Linked DNA regions of Mus musculus: region 2 is linked to region 1. Evidence: chromatin contacts called from public HiChIP or PLAC-seq data. All regions are on one chromosome and are shown on one strand. Each heading gives the region's core, a stretch centred on a gene start, on an enhancer-like site or on the middle of the called end of the contact. The rest is flanking DNA. Distances are from core to core; before and after follow the strand shown.

Evidence for each region. HiChIP or PLAC-seq counts read pairs in DNA pulled down with a chosen protein or histone mark.
Region 2: a contact with region 1 is called in a BATF HiChIP or PLAC-seq map of CD8 T cells, with 24 read pairs. The contact joins the promoter of Esm1 here to the enhancer-like site in region 1. A contact is called at or near these places in 5 of 39 promoter capture datasets (cranial neural crest, hippocampal neurons, liver and 2 more), 2 of 15 datasets of contacts at CTCF or cohesin (CD8 T cells and the NIH/3T3 cell line), 5 of 484 Hi-C or Micro-C datasets (CD4 T cells, Th1 cells, Th2 cells and 2 more), 6 of 115 datasets of contacts at active chromatin or transcription factors (CD8 T cells, the SCID.adh cell line, effector CD8 T cells and 3 more) and 2 of 9 other capture datasets (adipose tissue and liver).

What each region holds. Positions count from the first base shown.
Region 1 is chr13:113,169,170-113,172,240 of GRCm38.p6, forward strand. Gzmk (granzyme K) reads right to left here. Exons shown (of 5, transcript NM_008196.2): 5 at 2,461-2,866. The coding sequence ends at 2,705. Among named protein-coding and RNA genes, the nearest start is that of Gzmk, 10 kb to the right of the region's middle. Within about 2 kb of position 1,337, at least 40 of the 459 cell types and tissues checked have an H3K27ac peak or open chromatin away from gene starts, as enhancers often do. A contact at or near this core is called in CD8 T cells, the SCID.adh cell line, Th1 cells and 4 more, where this site is marked.
Region 2 is chr13:113,208,234-113,211,159 of GRCm38.p6, forward strand. It overlaps Esm1 (endothelial cell-specific molecule 1), which reads left to right and starts at 1,426. Exons shown (of 3, transcript NM_023612.3): 1 at 1,426-1,910. The coding sequence starts at 1,610. All of the region lies in intron 2 of Gm41069 (a long non-coding RNA gene), which reads right to left.

The sequences.
Region 1 (3,071 bases), core at 87-2,586:
TGCACAAGTATCTGATGGAGAGATAGGAGAGGCCATGGTGATGTCCTGACCCATGCTATTACTGGAGGGACCCTGCCTGGGTCTGTGGCCCTGAGGCAGCAGGGGTTTGTGTCCATGTCCGTGGTCCATGTTACCACCAAAGGCCATGTGAACATCCCTGGTCTGGGCTATTTCATGGTGGCAGTGTTGATGTCCGAGGCTTGTCCAGAGCTGGACCTTGCCCTCACCTGAGCAGAGAGGAAGAGCTGGCCCTGGTGGTGCTGGTACCGACCAACTGTCAGCTGTCAGGCTGACCAACTAGGCCACCACCCAGGCCCAGATTCAGGGCATTGAGTTGGCCTACCCCAACATCTATCCCATCTGTGAACTCCTGGAGTGCACGAAGGGGCTGCTTCTACAAAGCCAAAGCTGCAACAGGATAGCCAAGAGGAGTACCAGGGAAGAGGATTCAGTATTGATAGCATTACAGAAGCCAGAGGCCTTAAACCAGACAAATCACTCATTGCAATGAACATTTGCAAGTAAAGCTGTGTGTGACACACCAAAGCTTCCACGCAAGATGTTTTTTGTTTGTCTTGTTTTCCTTTGAGGGGAGGTTGCAAGAGCAGAGAGCAGGTATGGAGAGACAGGGGGATGAGTGGAATTTAGGTGCATGATGGGAAATTCACACACACACACACACACACACACACACACACACACACACACACACACACACACACACTACAACACACTACAACACAATACAACAAAAAATTCCCCCAAATCAAAACCCATAGGCAGGATGAAATTGGGCAGCCATAAGAGACCCGCATAGATCTGCTAACCATCCCTACCCCATAGGGGTCATAATCGGTCCCCTACTCATTACACATGAGTCCCCTTCCTTCTTAAAATGGACCACTTCCTTTGTTTGGGTGAGACACTAATGTTAGTATCAATATGAATATTTGTGAGCTGTTTCTCCTATTCTCTGGGGGCAGGAGGGAAGGCAGACCACCTGAGTTCTATTCCCAGAAACCATGTTGGGTGTCACATAACCACCTGTAAACGGTGGCTCTAGGAGGCCCTGACACTTGGCACCGGAACTCACACCCTCTCCCATAATTGAAATTAAAAATTCTTTTTAAAAAATGAATTAGCTTCCATTTCCTGTGTACCAGACAATCCAGGGTTCTGAGGGAGAAAGGAAATCAAAATGAAACAAAACAAAGCCTACAGCTTTAGTCACAAATAAGTAACAAATGACTCAGCAAAAAGACTCAAAGAAATTGGCAGTTGAATGGGTTTGGTTGGTTTTGTTGTTTTTTTGTTTTTTTCAACAGGAAGTTAAACTGTTAAAGCTTAAACTGAGGGCTGAAGATTTCAAGACTCTGGGAGCTCACTCAGGATGTTCTTGGTGCTCAGCACACACCATGCTGACAAGTCTTCTGAAGTGCATCTTAGCATTCTGGGAAATTCTGCACTTTGGGAGACACCTGGATCCTTTGCCGTGGGACAGATTGATCGCACTGCCCTCCCCACCTCACATGTGAACTGTTGTAGTCAGCTTGGACTGATTGATTGAAAGACATACTTCAAGTTGGATGACTGAACAAGAATTCCTGAAAAGAAGTTGTGTCTGGATGTGAACAATAAACTCCTGGGAGAGTCGGGTCTGCAGAGACTGATGGTCTGACTGCAATCTGAGTACCATGGCGAGACGGGAGTTTTGTAGGCTCAGAGGCTAACTGTCTTATTATAAGATGTTATGAAGGTTACATATTATTTAGTTTCTTCTAGATTTTCTAATTTATCAGAAGCAACTGATTTTCTATTATTTTATTTTTTAGACATGATCTTTATTTGAGGGTCCAAGCTGGCCTCAATCTCTAGCTACTTTTGCTGAAGCCCGCCTGTGCTGGGATTCTAGGCATGCGTCATCGTGCCTGGCTAGCTGATTTACCTTTACGTCTGACTTTCAGACTCAATTTATGTCTATTCAAACACAATTTGGGGGCAAAAGGTCAATACAATCTATATTACAAATAATCTTATGGTTTTAGACAGTAATACAGTCGGTAGAAGTATGGGAAATATGGCAGAGTATATTAAAATTTTTATCTTTATTATCTTACTTTATTCTCTTTTATTAACATCTAAAAAAATCACACAAGTTCATGGGAGTATAAAATTTCAATTTCCAAGATGAATAAATCCTGAAGATCCATTGTATATGAGTACCTATAGTTGATGATACTTTATTGGATAACTAAGTCTTTTTTAAAGCACTTAACACATTAAAAGCACCTTGAAAACTCTTACCATAACTTAAAACACCCTAATAACTTGAGATGACTTGGCAGAAATCCTAACACAAACAAGGTTGGATGAGGTACCATTATTGCCTTGTGTGGATACCTCATTGCCCCTTGAGGAGTATGGATGGAGGCAAGGGAGATGTTTCTTGACATCCATGCAGACAAACACAGACGTCCACATTTTATTTAGGATGAACGAACACAGTAAAAACAAATCATTAATACACGTGAAAAAAGAGCATGGCTCCCTAACTAAATGAATTTCTGAGAAACAGAAATCCATCCCAGCTGTTCCATGCCCTCCCTATAGCCAGCTGCCTCTGAAGAGGACGCCAGGTCTGCAAGCGCATCCTGGAAAAAGAAGCAAGTGACTGGCAGATCCAGGAAAATCTCAATGTGCAATCTCAATGTGCACGTGATGGGGCAAGCTTGCTTTTGATCCAGGTCTGGTATTTCTTAGTTAATAGCGTATAGATTCCAGGCTTTTTGGCGATGCCACATTTATAGCCCTGAGAGACTAGGGCATGGAAGATGCCTTTGCAGATCAAAGGGCCACCAGAGTCACCCTGGAAAAGGAAAATGGGCAGATACTTAGCGACAAGCTGAAGATAGTTTCCTAAAGCCATCGTTATTTTCAAGTGTTTTTAACAGTTAGGGTTAGGGTTAGGGTTAGGGTTAGGGTTAGGGTTAGGGTTAGGGTTAGGGCTAGGGCTAGGGTTAGGGCTAGGGCTAGGGTTAGGGCTAGGGCTAGGGTTTGGTGGGGTTTTGTTT
Region 2 (2,926 bases), core at 176-2,675, 39 kb after region 1:
ATTGGGAGCTAATGTCTTGCCTTCGTTTCCCACTTCCCCAAAATGTACCCTGGCAAAGCCTAAAGACCATGTCACATCCAGTAGCTTGGATGCGTCAGCCTTTAGAGGCCTCAAGGCTTTCAGAGGTCAAACACTCTAAAGCCATGAGCTCTCAACAGAAGACGAGGAGTTCTGTGGATGCACCACAGTCAGTTTGTGACAGACAGGAGTTACCCGCTTCGCTGGGTCATTTCTTTACCAGTCGGTAGTGACTTTATCTTTTTGTTGACAAATTGGGTTGGGAGCTAAAAATGGAACACAGCATTAGTGTGAGGACTTTTCTGTCTGCTCTGACATCTAGCATCCCCTTGTTGCACAAGCCTGGCTACACAAGGTCCTGGGCCAGCCAATACTTTGAGAGGACTATTGTTTTCCTTGGTGGGGCCACACTGTGTCCCTCCATAGCATGAAGACCTTGTTTCCTGGTGGGTAATGTTTTTCCTTCCCCATGACTTGCCTTTCTGGAGCTGTGTTCCGATTTCCCTGCTGGCTCACTTGTTTCTTTGGGCTTACTGCCTTGTTTGGGAAGTTTGAAGCAAGAGCTCCGATAGATGCCAGGAGGTGAGAGGAAGGACCGGGTGGATGCAGTCATTGGACACACAGACTTGGTGATGGATGAGCCTTCTCGCCAGGGGGTTTGGGTCAGGAGCAGTCCAACTGACAAGTTTTTCCAGAACTGAGTAATTCAGTAACAATGCCGGGACAACCTTCTCTCTCTCTCTCTCTCTCTCTCTCTCTCTCTCTCTCTCTCTATTGATTAAAAAAAAATGCTAAGCTGTAGCATATCTGACTAAACACAGCAACAGCAAGGACAGACTTGAACATGGATAGCATAAATACTTTAGAGATAACAACAGAGGAGGAACTTGTGAGGAAGGAAGAAGTCTTTAAAAGGCTTCTATCCAAATATTTTCCTTCTTCTAAGTCTTGAAAAAACACAATATATAACTATTTCTTCTTCCAAATGATCTCATAGCTATTTATTGAGGAAAATGCCAAATTATTATTATTATTATTATTATTATTATTATTATTATTATTACTATTATTATCATCATCATTTACTTGATAGATGCTTCTGGCTTGATTTATGTCTATGTCAGTCTCCTCCGTGCTAAGGGACTCTGAGACAAAGCTACATCCTAAGTGTTATGTTGGTGTCAGAGCAATTCCTGTGCAGTAGGGGGCTATGCTATGCAACCTTCGTTATTCCCCCTTCTCAGATGTCCTTGAGTCTTTGAGACGGATGTGAGCAGAGTTTTTCAGCCCTCATGCAAAACAACCATCTAAACATAACAGATGACATCAGCTTGGGCTTTTCAATTCCTGGATGGCAGCAGCGTGTTAATCCAGCCTTCATCCTGGATTTCATAAACTAAAACAAGAGAGGCTGGCAAGAGCACAGCGCTGCTGCTGGGTTGAGGAAATTGATGACGGGGAAGCATGCGGGCAACACAGTGTATAAAACTCATAACCGTGTAGGCTGAAGCTCAGCTACTACTTTGGACGGCTGCTTCCCTCCAGCAAAGACCACGACGGCAGGGAGCTGAGCAGGAGCCAGCTGCGAGACATGAAGAGCCTCTTGCTGCTGACCACACTCCTGGTACCTCTGCACCTGGGCATGGCCTGGAGCGCCAAATATGCGGTGGATTGCCCGGAACATTGTGACAAAACTGAGTGCAGAAGCAGCCTGCGTTGCAAGAGGACAGTGCTGGATGACTGTGGCTGCTGCCAGGTGTGCGCCGCGGGACCTGGAGAAACCTGCTACCGTACAGTCTCAGGCATGGACGGGGTCAAGTGTGGTCCGGGGCTGAAGTGTCACTTTTACAGCGAGGAGGATGATTTTGGTGACGAGTTTGGTATCTGCAAAGGTAAAGAGCGACTCTTTGCTTCCCACCGTGCAGGGCTCCCGGAGGGTATTTAGTCAGCCTGAGGAGGTGCGTGTTCCTTCCTCTGAACAACCAGGGAGGATGCTTGGATGCAGGTGGTGTGCTTGATAGAGAGAAAAAGGATATCTGCCGGGAGGTTTGGAAAGCAGCGTGCAGAAGTCACAAGGGCTGCAGCATCCCGTTCACTGCATGCATTCAGATTTGAGAAGGGAAGTTGCAGTTGGTAGCTTGTGTGTCTTCTTTTTCTGAGAGGCTTTAGAAATCTGACAGGTAGCCTGTTACAAATGCTTAAGGTGTCTGTTCCCCTGGAAGCCAATGATTCCAGAGGTCCTCCTGAGATAACCTCTTAAAGCTGTTTCTAGCTCCCCAGATTTCACCAGCCTTTGATCTTGAAAGAGTTCACCGGGAGGAGTGCCTTACTCAGGCTCAAGTATTTCTGATGAGCACTAATGTGCTTTATGGCATAAGGTGGGCTTAAGTCAGGCAACAAAATAACTCATGCTCTTGCAAGAGGGTCCCCTGAAGTATAAAATAAGCCTAGCTTAACTTTTAAAATGTTTCTGTTAGGCAGAAAGTAGCAGATGTTGTAAGACAAGCAGAAATAATAGTAACCTAAAAGTCTGTTTTTTTTAAAAAAGGTGACTCTTTTATAGATTTAAAGAAAAGAAGTGAAATTATAATTAAGACAGAAACCAGAGCTAAATGATGCCTTGATTTGTCTGTGGAATTTATTTTCAAACCTAGTGACTAAATTAATATTTTTAAATGAATAAAAATAAAAGAAAAGGTTATTTAAAAGTCTGCATACATAGATGCTATATAATCTTATCACAATATGCTATCATGGTTAAAAAAAAAAAAAAAAAAAAAACAGCGTGCTCATTCCTGTATCCAGTTGTGTAATACAAAGAAGCTGCCGAAATCGGAAAGCCAAGTTCTGAGAAATTTCTAAATAACTCAGATTCAATACAAGTGCAACCCTTCCTGGATGACATTCT